Linked DNA regions of Mus musculus: region 1 is linked to region 2. Evidence: chromatin contacts called from public HiCAR-type data. All regions are on one chromosome and are shown on one strand. The core of a region is the stretch at or near the end of the contact, and the rest is flanking DNA. Distances in the headings are between cores, read along the strand shown.

What was found. HiCAR-type assays count read pairs that join an accessible place to other places.
Region 1: a contact with region 2 is called in a HiCAR-type map of fibro-adipogenic progenitors, with 2.9 times the contacts expected there. The contact joins two enhancer-like sites. A contact is called at or near these places in 1 of 484 Hi-C or Micro-C datasets (nephron progenitors) and 2 of 115 datasets of contacts at active chromatin or transcription factors (embryonic stem cells and fibro-adipogenic progenitors).

The regions. Positions count from the first base shown.
Region 1 is chr12:104,692,333-104,699,601 of GRCm38.p6, forward strand. It overlaps Dicer1 (dicer 1, ribonuclease type III), which reads right to left. Exons shown (of 27, transcript NM_148948.2): 23 at 3,942-4,812; 24 at 2,146-2,414; 25 at 1-133. Among named protein-coding and RNA genes, the nearest start is that of Gm31573, 33 kb to the left of the region's middle. Within about 2 kb of position 5,694, at least 11 of the 459 cell types and tissues checked have an H3K27ac peak or open chromatin away from gene starts, as enhancers often do. A contact at or near this core is called in fibro-adipogenic progenitors, where this site is marked.
Region 2 is chr12:104,557,028-104,564,184 of GRCm38.p6, forward strand. No RefSeq gene overlaps it. Among named protein-coding and RNA genes, the nearest start is that of Gm10000, 87 kb to the left of the region's middle. Within about 2 kb of position 4,309, at least 30 of the 459 cell types and tissues checked have an H3K27ac peak or open chromatin away from gene starts, as enhancers often do. A contact at or near this core is called in fibro-adipogenic progenitors, where this site is marked.

The DNA.
Region 1 (7,269 bases), core at 4,444-6,943, 140 kb after region 2:
CCTGCCAGACCACCTCCAGAGACATCCCACTGTCCATATAAATGGCACCAGCAAGAGACTCAAAAATGTCCCCCATGGCCTTGGGGACTTCGATATCCTCTTCTTTCTCCTCATCCTCCTCGGATCTCCTAAGCTATTGAAGAAAAGTGACTTGTCAAATAGGGCACCTTCAAAGACTATCTACCCCAGACTGGCTTCTCTTAGCTGCCTTTTACTATTTCACAATCGTAACCAACGCCCAGGTGCACCTGACTCACGGCAGTGGGCATTCCAAAGCCACCTTCCCAAGAGCCAGAGACAAGGACCTGATGCCAGCAAAGGGAAAACCCTTGCAAACCAGAACAGAACTTAGGTGTAATCTAGAGTTGCAAGATAAACATGGTCACAATCACCTGTAACCAAGTAACTGCCTTTCTCAGAAAAGGCACCCCTCAGCACCCAGCAAGAGCAGCGCGGGGACGAGGTTAGAGACTAGCACTCTTTGGGCGGAGGAACCCTTTCGGAAGCTCTTCCCCCCAGTCGCCCTGTCACTGAAACATGAACTGCACTCACTCTGACAGCATGGCCGACACAGTGCATCCTCAGATCCACGGGATAAAACAACCCCTGTGTAAAGCCTACAAGCCTTCAGGGCGCCAGCCCCGCCTCTGGCCATAGCTAACTGCACGCACAGGCCTCTGCCTCACACTCATAGTCACTGTGCAGCCTAACGAAAGCTGCTCAAACCCCTAGAAGGATCATTTAAGGGAACGAGCCATCTCAAGATGATCACGGCAGCACCAGTCCTCAGCTGCAAGCACAGCACGTGAGGGAGCAGCTGTAGTGTGCGGAGCTCCAGCCTCTGTACATTAAGTCTGGACTCCTTAGCAACAGTTATCGCCAAATGCTAATGCTGACCACGCAAGGGCTGCATAACTAACTAGACAGCTCCAATTCTCTTTTTTTATTTACTTGGATTTTCTAACAACAACAAAGCACAAATTACTGTAGAAGAGAAGGAAGGAAAGGAGAAAATTTCAACTCGTACATAAATTAGTAAACGTATTAAATGTTGATACATCCATATTCCCTGGCTCTGGGATAAAAGACAATGTCAACCCTGGCAGGTTTAGCTCCCTCTTCTTACAGCTAAGGAAGCTGAGAGCCACAAAGATAGACTTCCTTAAGACAAAATAGTTCAGTTAGAACAGCCAGATATTTGCAGCTAGTACACAGGAAGGGCAGTAAAAGAACGCTGAAAGAGCAGCAAAGCTGACTAGCCCCTCGCTGCATCCAAAGACAACTTGAATTGAATTTTAGTGAGCTCCTCAAACTTAACTGTTTGTAAAGAATGAAACAGAAACCTACACAGGACAGGTCGGCCCCCATCACTTGGATTTGGGCTGTGACTGCTAAGGCACAGGAGCAGGAGCTCTGCTGTTTGGCTGCCAGGGCTTTAGCCCCAGACTTACTGCTCTCCAACAGTTTGCAGCCACTGAAGAGCTGGCAAAAATTAAAATGACAACAGTGACCTGAGAATAAATCCCTCTAGTGGGATGGAAGCTCCTAGGGTCCTGGGTGCAGGAAGCTGAGCACTATCCCTGCCTACAAAGAGCCAGAGCACTGCAGCACACACACACCGAAGCACACACACTGGAGCCAAGCAGCCCAGCCCAGCGGCAGATGCCTCCCGGCACCCACTTCAGTTTGTTTTTCAATAAGAGTTCCCGAGTTCCCACTTCAACAATGCAAGTGTACATTTGTGAGGTTTACCTGAGATGCTACCAAATATTTGTGACCCACTTAGAAAAGACAGGATCAGATCATCCTGTGGTGTCAGAGAGGCTAAGGCCACTTTGGGGCATGGGAGGAGGTGTACGTCTACAATTGTCTATGCCTGCTGTAGGAGCCTCACTGAGGTAACTGAAAACCCAGGCTCCTTGTCTGAATGACCACGTGGTCCATGGGGTGGGCAGCCCCATCTCAAAGGCCTACCTGAGTAAGGCAAGTCATTCTCGGCTCGCTTGGAGATCAGGCAGCATGGGGGCACCCTGGTCCTGGCCTGCAACTATCCCTCTGGACAGCCAGGAGTCAGGACTCAATCTGCCCAAACTCGCAGTCGGCTGCTTCCCTCAGCACCGAGTTCACAGTTTAAACAGCACTAACCTCAGAGTCCATTCCTTGCATTTCGTTCTTCTCAAGCTGAAACTTCACAAAGTCATCAATAACATGAAAGAGCTCAGGAGAGACAGCTTTAAAGTACTTGTGGTAGTCATACTTCACAGCCAATGATGCAAAGATGGTGTTATTGACAAGGGCAGAGCGCAAGTCAGTCAAGACCCCTGGAGAATGCTGCCGTGGGTCTTCATAAAGGTGCTTGGTTATGAGGTAGTCCAAAATCGCATCTCCCAGGAATTCTAAGCGCTGGTAACAATCTGCGCAGAGATCCAAAGTGCAATGATGAGCCTGCATGAGCACATGCACTTCTGCACACTATCTGCACGGGAGCCGACAGAAAAGCTGCAGTCCTAGGCTCCTTGAGATTTCTACTGAGGAACATTTTCATTTACCTTTCTTAGTGAAATTATTGGGCATATACTCACTAATGCACCTGGAAGTTTTAATGGTAATTGAAAGCATATTATACATAAATTGGGTCATATAATTTCCAGTGCCCAAATAATATGCTTATTTTTGAGGGGGGGAAAGCCACTTTCCAGATGCAATCCAAGTCATAGCTCTCCTTTCCCTGGGCACTATACCAGCCAGGCGGGCACTGGGCATCCCTCCACCACCATCTCTCTCACCATGTTGGCATCTCAGGAAAGCCATCCATGGCACACATGCCTTCTGTCCACTGCCATCGAGGCAGTGTGTCAGCCACACTCTGCAATGTGTGCTAAGTGACATAATTCCTTAATACTTCCCTCTTATATATTACATGGGACAGCAGCAGGGAAAACATGACTCTTCAACTCAAACTCAAACGCACTGGACTTGACAAACCTAGGGACTAAGAAAGAATTGTGTGCTAGGGCACAACACTCAGACAAAAAGAATGCTTGTCAGAATGAAAACGCGTCCAGGGCGGATCAGAACCTTGATTTCCTCAAAGCCATTAAAAGAATCCACTGAGCTGAGAGAATGAGGCTGGGACAGAAGTGACCTGTTCCAGAGTATCCAGTGGGGAAGAGGCAAAAAGAGACAAGCCAGGCTAGAGCCCAGGCCTCAGAGTTTCCAGCAATGGATGGAGACCACACCATTTCCTCTCCACAAAGAAAAGCAGGCTTTACTTTGGACCGTCACTGTCAGGATTAATATTTTGCAAACAGCTTTAACCTACATGATTTTTACCATCCAAACCACACACAAGCTTTTTGTTTTGCTTTGATATGCTTGATATTCTCACACAGAAAGCAAGAGATAAGCTTTATCTGGGTTCACCAGCTGAAGCTGTCTGGTTCTAGGGACCCTCTTAGGTATCAAGAGGGAAAAAAAGCATTGTACAGTGGGAAGCAATGACCCCTTCCTATAGAATGGTTCTGTTTAAATTTCTCATCTTTAGATTTAAAAAGACAAGAGAGGTGCCTTTCGTTTAGGAACAACAAAAAGATGAAGAAATACATGCCACATATGTGAGTAAAACAAGAAGCTAAAGCCACAACTGAGCCTAAGAAAGGTATTTAGGTAGCAAACACCAGAGCTTGGATTTCTACACATGCAGCATGTAAGATGCCATGCGTGAGAGGATACAGGAGCCACACCCAGCACTCACATCACCACGCAGTCTTACTCCCCAGCAGACGGGGCATTAGAGTTCTGCTTTCTTTTACTTCCTCCCCCAGCCATGCATCCGTACTGAGCACTAAGACTGTGCATGCACAGATCTTATTTGTGTAAGACCAAAACAAGACACAAAGTCTCCTGCTTTGGGACAGGAGAGTGGCCCTGGAGCTCCTTACCAGTGATAGTGTTGTAGTGGTAGGAGGCGTGTGTAAAAGCCTGCAGAAGATAAGCCTTATTCTTGAATCTATAGTTAATTTTCTTCTCAAAAGTTTCAAACCCAGATATCAGGTGGTTGAGGGTTTTCTCTGCGTCTGGATGGTCAAACATGCACCTCGGTGGGATCTTCAGGCAGCCGTACTCCAAGTCTTTCCCTGCAGAGGAGCGTGGGCCAACTGGAGAGGCACAGCTCCCTGAAAGGCTCTTTTGTTGGCTGCTTCCGTTCTCCTGAGCAGGGTCCAAGGCCTTCTCCCGGCTGGTCCTTTTGATTACTGGGAGCACCTTCAGCCCCAGCGAACAGAGGAAGAGCTGAGCAGCCCTCTCGCCGCAGCTGGTTAAGTAGCAGCCCAGCAGGGCCTCCACACAGTCCGCTATGCTCTTGTCAGCAATGCACTGCTCCGTGTGCAAGTCGTAAGAAATGGACTGCTTCCCTGTGTCGACGCCACAGTTCTCTTCTGATGGATTCCAGAAACCTACCACAAAGTCATCCTCTTCAACGGCTTTGCTAGGATCCAGATAGCACATCGCATCCCAAGAGCTGTAATCAAAATCCTCAAGGCCCGAGGCAAACGGCATACTGCCCAAGGAGGCCTTCTTGGGCATCTTCCATTCGTATGCAGAGTCGGAGGCTGAGAAGGGCGACAGAGAGATTTTCCTCACGAAGGCGCCCGAGCCCATGAGCATGCTGTCTATAAACTGGATATGCTCCTGGTCATACTCCAGGAAGTCGTCCTCATCCTCGGCCTCCTCCTTGGGGGCCCTCCACGTCAGGTCCTCCTCCTCCTCACAGGCCTCACCCAGTTTGCCATTAGCCAGCAAGCAGTCTTTTGTCTGAAACGGGGACGGGGAAGGAGGAGAGACAGAGCTGCTGTTTTTAAAAGGGTTTGAAACTCAATAAAAGCAAGGGTTATGGATAATTTCAAATGACAACCACAAATACTGAAAGGCAACTTTTAAAAATCATGGCCATTTGTTTTCAATTAACATAAAATAAGTTATTTAATCATATAAACAAAGTCAAACATGCTCTTTGAATGCTCATTTTCTAAGTTATAAAATGACCTTTATCCAGTATAAATCTGTAAGTGAAGAATTCTGAACAAGGATGAAGTTAAATTGATATCCACCATGCAGATGTCAAGTGAGCGGCCAGACTGCAAGGATAGCCGAGCCCTGCGGTGCCGAGCGGAATCTTCCATTGGCTATCAGCATTTGAATGTGGTTGCTTGACTTTCAAAACCAACAAAATGAAATTCCAGATGTAGAAAGAGCACTATCTTTACAATTAATAACATAATATAAAAGCAGACAAAATTATTTTTAAAACCCTTTATCACTAAAAACTATAGGAGGGCATTATAACAGTTTCTCTCTCTACTTCCACTTCAAATCAAAAAACATTTGCTCCAATGTAAAACTAAACTGCTTTGCTTAAAAACTAAAAACTAAACAAGCCCATTGAAAGAGGATATGAATTTGGGAAATTATTCTTTCGCCCTCTGTTCAGAGCTGTGGTACTCAGGCCAACAGGTCATAGCAGGCTGACAAAACAGAAGAAAAATTAGACTAAAATGGAACAAAACAATCCCATTTCTGTCAAAATCTTTGCTAAATCCAATTTCTTTGACAAAAGCTGTTTGTGAGTGACAACTTTAATAATGGGCTATGATTCAGCAGTGACCTCATCTTCTGCAATGCTAAGATACCACCCAATCTCTGCAATGCCATAAAGTCACACACAGCGCCACCACCCTACTTGAGGGCAAATGCAGGACTGTAAACTTCAACTTTGAATGGAACAACTTTCCAGGGAATTGTGACAAAACGCTTTCAAACTATTTTCCATGTGACTTTAAAACAAGCATACATCTCAGTTTAAACCAGACTCACAAAAGATAGAAACTCTGTATTTGCCTGAAAGAAAAATAGCTTTGAGTCTAGCCATGTAACCACATGCAATCACTAAAAAAATAAACCAAAAAAAAATATTTTTTTTTGAAAAATAAAAAACACTAAACATCAACAGGGGCCCAAGGGATGGCTCAGAGATTAAGAATACTGGCTGCTCTTGGCAGGCGATCTGGGTTCAGTTCCCAGCACCAACATGGCAGTTTATAACCAACTCTAATGAGGGTTGCAGGTGATCCAACTCCCTCTTCTGGCCTCTACAGGCACCAGTATCTACAAGGTGAATAGACACCTTGTACAGACCAAGTACCCAGCTATCAGCAAACCTCAAGAAACTATCCCATTTTTCCAAGATAACATGAAAGACTTTAACTAATGTCTGTTTCTGTTTGTTTTGTTTGAGACAGGATCTAACTGTGTAGCCTTGGGTGGCCTGGAACTCACTATGTAAAACCAGGTTGGCCTTGAACTCTGAGACCCACCTACCTCTGTATCCCAAGTGATGGGAAAAGCATGTGCCACCACATCAGCTTTATTATTTAGGTCTTAAGACAAGATGGGCCAACTTGACATTATTTAGCCTGAGGTTGTAAACTGCAGAGTTCCTGCATAAATCATGCCCTGTAACATGGTGCTGTCACCCAGTGATCCTGCGCTGTCTTCTACATCCCTGGCACTGTGCAGACTCTTCATTTTCACAAGGAGTTATACTTCAAAGATGCTCTCCAAAACACAAAAGGCATTTGAAAAGTGTGTGTGTGTGTGTGTGTGTGTGTGTGTGTGTGTGTGTATCTCTTGATAGTACAGTCTACTGTTCTCACTCTCTCTCCTAGGAGGCATTCAGAGACTGAGCTGTGACCCAGGGGCAGAAGGAACTGGAAGGACCTTGCGTCCATAACCACTCCGACTCTGGGACTCCCTAGTGATTATGTGTACGGCACCAGATGAAAGTCTGAGAGTGTGTGCTAGGAACGAAGGACTGAGTCAGCAGAAAAGGACAGAAAACACAAGTCCACGCTGTAACATGTAACGCAGGAATGCCCTGGCATGTCACTGCTACCTAAAGGATCAAATATTAGACAGAAGAGGAGGCCTGCTGGCCTGTTTTTAGTAAAAATGAAGTACTTTTTCTAAGGTTCAAATTCTTCACTTTTCTAAGTGTGTGTGAGTGTGTGCATCATGTATTCGAGAGTGTGTGTATGTGTGTGTGTTATAAATTAATAGCAAATGCCATCCTCAGACTTAATTTGCATTAAAATGCTCTTAATGTTTTCCAGCTAAGTTGCATTTCTGTGATAAGTCAAATCCTACGTGAGTTATAAATAAACTCAGCAAGCAGGCCTACATCAGAGCAGGCCTCAGAGACCCACCACCTACAGA
Region 2 (7,157 bases), core at 3,059-5,558:
CCACGGCTCCTGCCTCTCAGGTTGCTCAGAGGACTCATGACCAGAACTGTGCTGTGAGGATCACAGGATGGCCCATCACCAAGCTCCATCTCCGAGCCACCTTAGCCTCTTCAGCCACCCTGCTGCTGCTCTTCTAGCTTTCCTCGTCGGCGGTCTCCCACTACCCACACACCCTCTCACACTTCTACACACTCAACCCCTTGCATGCACATATCCATACGCATGTACAGATGCACACACATTCATACCCATGTGCACACACACACACACACACACACACACACACACAGAGAGAGAGAGAGAGAGAGAGAGAGAGAGAGAGAGATGCACACCTCTTTCAGCAGTCTGCCTCTCCCATGACAGAATGAAATTTTGAAGCAAAGGGGAATTCTGGGAAATGTGGTGGAGCCCGGCTCCTGGTGAGTCGCTTGGCTTCAGAGTCTGCTTACCAAGCTACTTGCCAGTAGTGCAAAGCCACCGGAGGGTCAGCTGACCCTTTCTCCCCCTGCTCCGCTGTGAAATATCAGGGAGAGGGCAGAGGGGCGAGCCGTGTGAGTGGATGCCGGCCTTTATGAAACCCAAGAAGGAAAATACTCTAAACCCATAATCATAAACACGGCGTGTGGGAAATGGCAAGAGCCAGTTCAGTGGGGAGCGCCTTTTATCTGCTCCCTCCCCTCTCTGCTCAATATTAGATACATAATCAGAGAAATTCTTATATTTCACTGAAGGCCTGCTTGAGCTGAAAGGTTGATTTTTTTTAAAAGAAATTCTCCCCATCTATTCTGCAGCAGAAGGATTTTCTTTCTCAAATACTTTCACCTGTCAAAATCCCTCTGTCCAGAGACTAAGCAGATCCCTCCAGTCTCATTCTGCAGAGCCAGGGAAGGCGGCCATAGCGAGTGGGTGTCTACCAGGACATCTGGCATCTCCTGATGGCCGAGCTGAGTGGCAGCCAGGGCCATGGGCCAGCTCACACACTCAAAGAGGCAGTGAGCTTGGCCAAGGGGCACCAGCCAGGGGATGCTGAGCCAGCACTCGGCCTGAGCCCAGGACATGGGTCCTGCATAGGATTTCTCCTCCCTTTGACCCACTGCCTGTGAAAATGTGGAGCTGGGCCTAGGGCTGGGGCCCCCTCACCCGCCCTGGTTGATATCCTCAGTTTCTCTTTTGTCTCAGTAGACATTGCTCTTCTCCTAGGGACAGCCATGAACAAAGACTGTTGCTCTATTTGGACTTGTCCCGCCTTCTTTTCCCTCCCCTCCCTGTCTGGTCCCACCCCCTCATCTCTTCTCCTCTTCCTTTCTTGTCACCATACCTATCCTACCCTCCCTATTTCTTTTCCTTCCCTCTCTTCCTGTCCCTCACTTCTTTTTCTTCCTTCTCCTCACCCAGTCCTCTCCCTCCTCCTCCTCCTCCTCCTCTTCCTCCTCCTCCTCCTCCTCCTCCTCCTCCTCCTCCTCCTTCTCCACCTCTGCCTCCTCTTCACTCCATGCTAAGAGTGAAGCCTGGAATCCAGAGCCTTGCACCTGTTTGACAGCAGCATCCCCAACTCTACCCATTATATACTGGATAGGCAGGTATTTCACACTTTTAGCCAATGTTTATTGTTGTCATGAGTATCTTTGTGTATGTCTTAGAAACTTTGTTTCAGATTTATTTGTTATATGCATGAGTGCTTTGCTTGCACATATATATGCGTACATGTGTGTAGTACCTGCAGAGGTCAGAAGGTGGCTTTGGATCCCCTGAAACTGGAGTTACGGATGGTTGTGAGTCACCATGTGAGTGCTGAGAATAGATCCTGGATCCTCAGCAAGAGCAACAGATGCCCCAAACTCCTGAGCCAGCTCCCCGTATCTGTCTGTTGACAGACACACACATCCAGTTCACTGTTATATGTAGCCGAATGTAAATGACTGCATTGTGATGTCGAGAGAGCGTTCCTTCACTATTAGGAGCTATATTTTCAGAAGAAATCGACATTATTATCCATTCTTAAGAAAAGACAATGTTAAAGGCAGTCCTGCTCAGATCCATTTTCCCCGCAACACGCTTAATCCGCTCGCCTACCGTTCCTGCAGAGCTGCAGTGCACACAGTACATGGCTGCATCCCTGCAGACCATATGGTACATGCCTGTATCCTTTTATACTTCCCCCCCCTTCCTCCATCTTTATTCCTTCCTGTTCTTTCTTTCTCTCTTGGAGTCAAGAATCTGACAGTGCAGCACAGAGCAGCCAGAAGCCCAAGCTCCGTCCTGCCTCAGCCTCAACAGTGCTGAGAGAATCAGAGTGCACGGCCACACCTGGCTTCTTTTAAACAAAATCCAGTCTTTCTTTGTTGAACTTACCTCTTACCTTGCTTCGGGGATTTGCATAGCTGGGTCTTTGAAGGGCTTGGTTTTTGTCTTGGCTGAAACTTCACCTCTCCTGGCCATTCTTACGGACTACATCTTTTGCTCTGCTAAACAGCTGCATCGTTCCCCAGACCACTGAAGTAAACTGCATCTTCCCTCAGGACCCTCTTCTGATGGAGGTGGTACCCGCCTTTTCACCGCAACATACAATACCACCATGAAAATTTTGAGACCTTCATCACACAGCACCGTCACTTTGCTGTCTTCGGAAATACAAGGGTCTTGGGACCTCAACTCTAGGCAACAGGGCATGCACATTTTGGCAATTAACCCATCCAAGCCAGATATGAAAGGACAGATACCACGTGGTTCCACTTACATGAGACACCTGGAGAGTCAAATTTAAAGACAGAGAAGTAGGCCATGGCTGTCAGGGCTGCAGGGGTTGGTGAGGTGGGAATACACACTAAGTGTCCAGAGAGACCATGGTAGTGCATGGGTCTTCATCTTGTTGAACTGTACGCATAAAAATAGTCAGCAGAGAGAGTTGGGGATGTGGCTCAGTCCGGAGCATGCTTGACTACCACGCATGAAGTCCTAGGTTCAAGTCCAAGCACGTACTATGGCTGGGAAGGCGGCCCATACTTGTAACCCAAACTTGTTTGGTAATCTCAACTGGTACCCAGGGGATACTGACCTGAGAATCACAAGTTCAAAGACATTTTAAGGCACATTGTAAGTTCAAGGCTAGGCTGGGCTGTATGAGATCACACCTCAATTTTTTTTTAAATGGGTAAAATTTGTGGTATGCATATTTAACGTTAAAGCGTTTAAAATTAAAACTGTAAATGTAGTCAATAAAGATTTCCCAAACTCAATTATTTATTCAAGCCCTACTACCTACAATTCCCACACCCAACACCCTGAGCCTCCTATTCCATTTTTCTGAAGCTTTGGTCAGTCACAATCCAAAAGGGTGAATATCTGTATTGACTCTTTAGGGACAGGGACACCCCTGTCATTCCTGTGATACTTTGTTACAACTGTCCTCTTTTAATTGGTATTGATGGGAGTAGCCTGTGCCTAATTCATGACTGGAACTTCATTGCAGGTATGTGTATACTGGAAGATTATAGTTTATATAGAAGTTGGTACTTTCTAAAGCTATTGTGCCCTTTCCTGGGTCTTGGGATGTATGCCCTCACATATGGTGAATGGCATCCCCACTTGCCTTTCCAGCATATTCCAGCAGCAGTCGAATGCAAGCAGCTAGGAGTCTCCACCTTGGGGCTTGCTGGGGTTGCATGAACTGAAGAACATGGAGGTTTAGAGTGAGACGGCACCCTGGAGGGCTGCAGCCTGGATGGACAGACGGATGGGACATGGGGAGAAAGACCTCTCAAACGGGGTACCACTCTGCGTGACTCTGGTCCCTCTGGGCCCAGGCTGCAATGGTACTGTCTCCCCCCAGGCCCAGGCTGCAGCGGTACTGTCTCCCCCCAGGCCCAGGCTGCAGCGGTACTGTCTCCCCCCAGGCCCAGGCTGCAGCGGTACTGTCTCCCCCCAGGCCCAGGCTGCAGTGGTAACTTACTTGGTACAGTGTCAAGTTCCCTGGCTTTCCTTCTTCCCCCGACCTCGGCTTGGCCTGCACTTCCTGGGCTCATCTCCCAAATAAACTTAGTCATTCACCCATGACTTCAGAGTGGGCCTCACAGGGACCTGACCCACATACCTCTCCACCATGCAGACTGCATATCCAGGCTAAAGGGAACTAGGAAGAGAACATTGTCTGCAGCTGTCCCATCTGAACATTCCCGAAAACTCCTGTCCACAGTTTGCAAAAAAAGTAAAACATGGAAAAAGGGGGAGAGGTGTGCCTGCTGTCCTGGAGGAACTTCAAATGCGCAGGGCCAGGATCTGCCTCCTGCAAATCCCGGATGGACAGTTTGAGAAAGGTTCTGGGACTTGGCCGTGGGCCTGTGACTCACTTCTGCCCTCACAGTAGCTGGAGGGCTGGGGCAAGTCACTCGGAGAATCTGAGCCTATATCATATCCTCTGCTCGTTGAACATGCAGATTTATGTCCCGCTCCATCTCCAGAGATCGCACACGGAGCATGCACAGACGTGCTCTGCAAAGCAGGGTGCAGATGGTTGTTATCTGGGTACGTGCTTTCTTTAGAGGGTGGACATCTGTGCCAGAGGGCTTAAAAGGCTGCCGGAAGCCTCCAGATCTCCACAACCCCACCTATATGCTCAGCTATCTGGAGGGGGGGAAGACAGCCACTGCCTGCAGCTGCTGCCCGGAACAAGACTTACATTTTTCACGATCTTAGTGGAGTGATGAAGGCTAGCTAGAAACGGAGATGCATGTCTTCCTCAGAGTCTCTGGGTGTCTAGCACCATGCCCAGGCCACAGGCCACATGAACATCAAAGAGCCACACATACTGTGTCTAGGAATGCAGACCTGTCGACAGTAGCTCCGAACAGGGAATCTCACACCTGGGAGCCTCAGTTTTCTCTCCTGTGTTATGGAAGGATAGCACATTCAATAAATATTTGAATTTTCATCAAGCCCTTCCCTGAGAGCCAAAGAGATGCAAATTATCCTACTGTGTTTACCATTAGCCAGCTGTATGACAAGTGTGTGGCGCGCCTGATTTCTGGGTCCCCTATGGTAGATGGTGGGAACCAAGGACAAACTCCCTAAGTTATCTTCCTCACACCACAGGCATGTGTCCCCTCCCACAATGAATAACTAAGTGTAATAAAAGTACTAGTCTAGAAGAATCTGAGGCTGGGAAAGTTTGCCCTCTGGTTTGGTTGGATAATGCTCTCTTTATAGCTGGGGATTGCGCCACGACAGGATGCTGCTGAGGAAGGTGCCCAAGGGCTGCAGGGAGGACACGCACACCTGTTCACACCCACATATTCCCACCTGTAGCGGCAGAGAGTTGCCATGACGAGGGATCACAGAAGGGCAGCTATCAGCTGTGTAGGATAACCCACTTTCCCCACCGTTTGAAGGTTCGTCAGAGGTTTTAAATTAAGATCGGAAGGACCTCTGGGGAGATGGTGCTCTCTCGCCGTGTGCGGTGGCTGATGGCTGGTGACTGGTGTGAAGCCTCCTTCAGAACAGTATCTTTGAGACGACCAGAGCGCTGGCTTCTACCAGATTCTGTCTCAGTGAGAACAGCTACCACTTCCCACGGTGGCTTCACCTATGCTGTTTACTTGCTGCGGAAACAAAATGAGGTGGGTTATGAGCTGGCAACTGCTAATGAGCCCTGGAAGCTCTTCCCGCCCCCCCCCCCTTTGGTTTTTTGAGACAGGATTTCTCTGTGTAGCCCTGACTGTCCTGGAACTCACTTTGTAGACCAGGATGGCCTCGAACTCAGAAATCTGCCTGCCTCTGCCTCCTGAGTGCTGGGATTAAAGGCATGCGCCACCACGCCCGGCTTGGAAGCTCATTTTTACTCCGTAGCCCAGGTTCCCCATCCACGAGTCCGAGAGCCTTTATTAATGTGGCCAGAAGCCCACCCCCCCCCTTTTTTTTAAAGAGGGGATGCTACTGGAAATGACTGACATTTCCCCAATGTCTGTTTACATAGCTGACATAGTTTTATCCTGTTCTTGGTGCCTAGTTCCAGAGGGAGGTCTGATTTCTGTAGTTCTATCTGATTGGCCCAGAGGCCTGGCCTGATCTGACAAGTAGGTTCAACGGCAGAAAACTCAGCACAGGGAAAGGAAGAAGTTGGAATGCAGAAGGAAGGGAAACTCCTCCCAGGTTGAATGAGGACAACCGATGGGATTATAAGAAACCCTGCTCTGGCAGAGCTAGCCCGGCTTTGCAGCACCATGTCGCAGGAGGGTCACCACATGGTGACCCTCATGCCTCCTGAGTGTCATGTGCAGGATGACGAAGCAGGGAGATAAAATGATAACAATATGATGGGGACCAGCCAGGCCACAGAGAAGCCAGGAGGTCCAGTTAAATCACTGCCTGCTTCCAAACCCTGTTCCCAGCTGATGCCCCTCCCCCTCCAACAAGTCTTGGTGGAAGAAACATCGGGAAGTCTGTGGTCAGCACCCCTCTCTCTGCCCCAGCCCTCGGCTTGGCGACTGGCACACGGTAGGTGTGCAGTAGACATTTTAGTACTCTTTCTCATCACTGTGATAACACGCCTGGCAGAAGCTGGAAAGTGGGATTGGTTCTGTAATCCCAGAATTTAGGAGGCAGAAATGAGAGGATTGCTGCAAGTTCAAAGCCAGCCTCAGATGCTTAGTGAGTTCCAGGACGGGCTGAGCTATATAAAGATCCTCAATCTCTCTCTCTCTCTCTCTCTCTCTCTCTCTCTCTCTCTCTCTCTCTCTCACCCACACACACACACACACAAACACACACACACACACACACACACTAGAGCATGGGAGGAGTTATATTTTAGTATAAAAACAAACAAATAAACCCAACAACAATGAAACTAAAATATCTGTCTTAGGGTTTTACTGCTGTGAACAGACACCATGACCAAGGTAAGTCTTATAAAGACAGCATTTAATTGAGGCTGGCTTACAAGTTCAGAGGTTCAGTCTACTATCATCAAGGTGGGAGCATGGCAGCATCCAGGCAGGCATGGTGCAGGCAGAGCTGAGAGCTCTACATCTTCATCTGAAGGCTGCTAATAGAAGACTCACTTCCAGGCAGCTAGGACTAGAGTATTAAAGCCCACACACACAGTAACACAGCTACTCCAACAAGGCCACACCTCCAAATAGTGCTGCTCCCTGGCCCAAGCA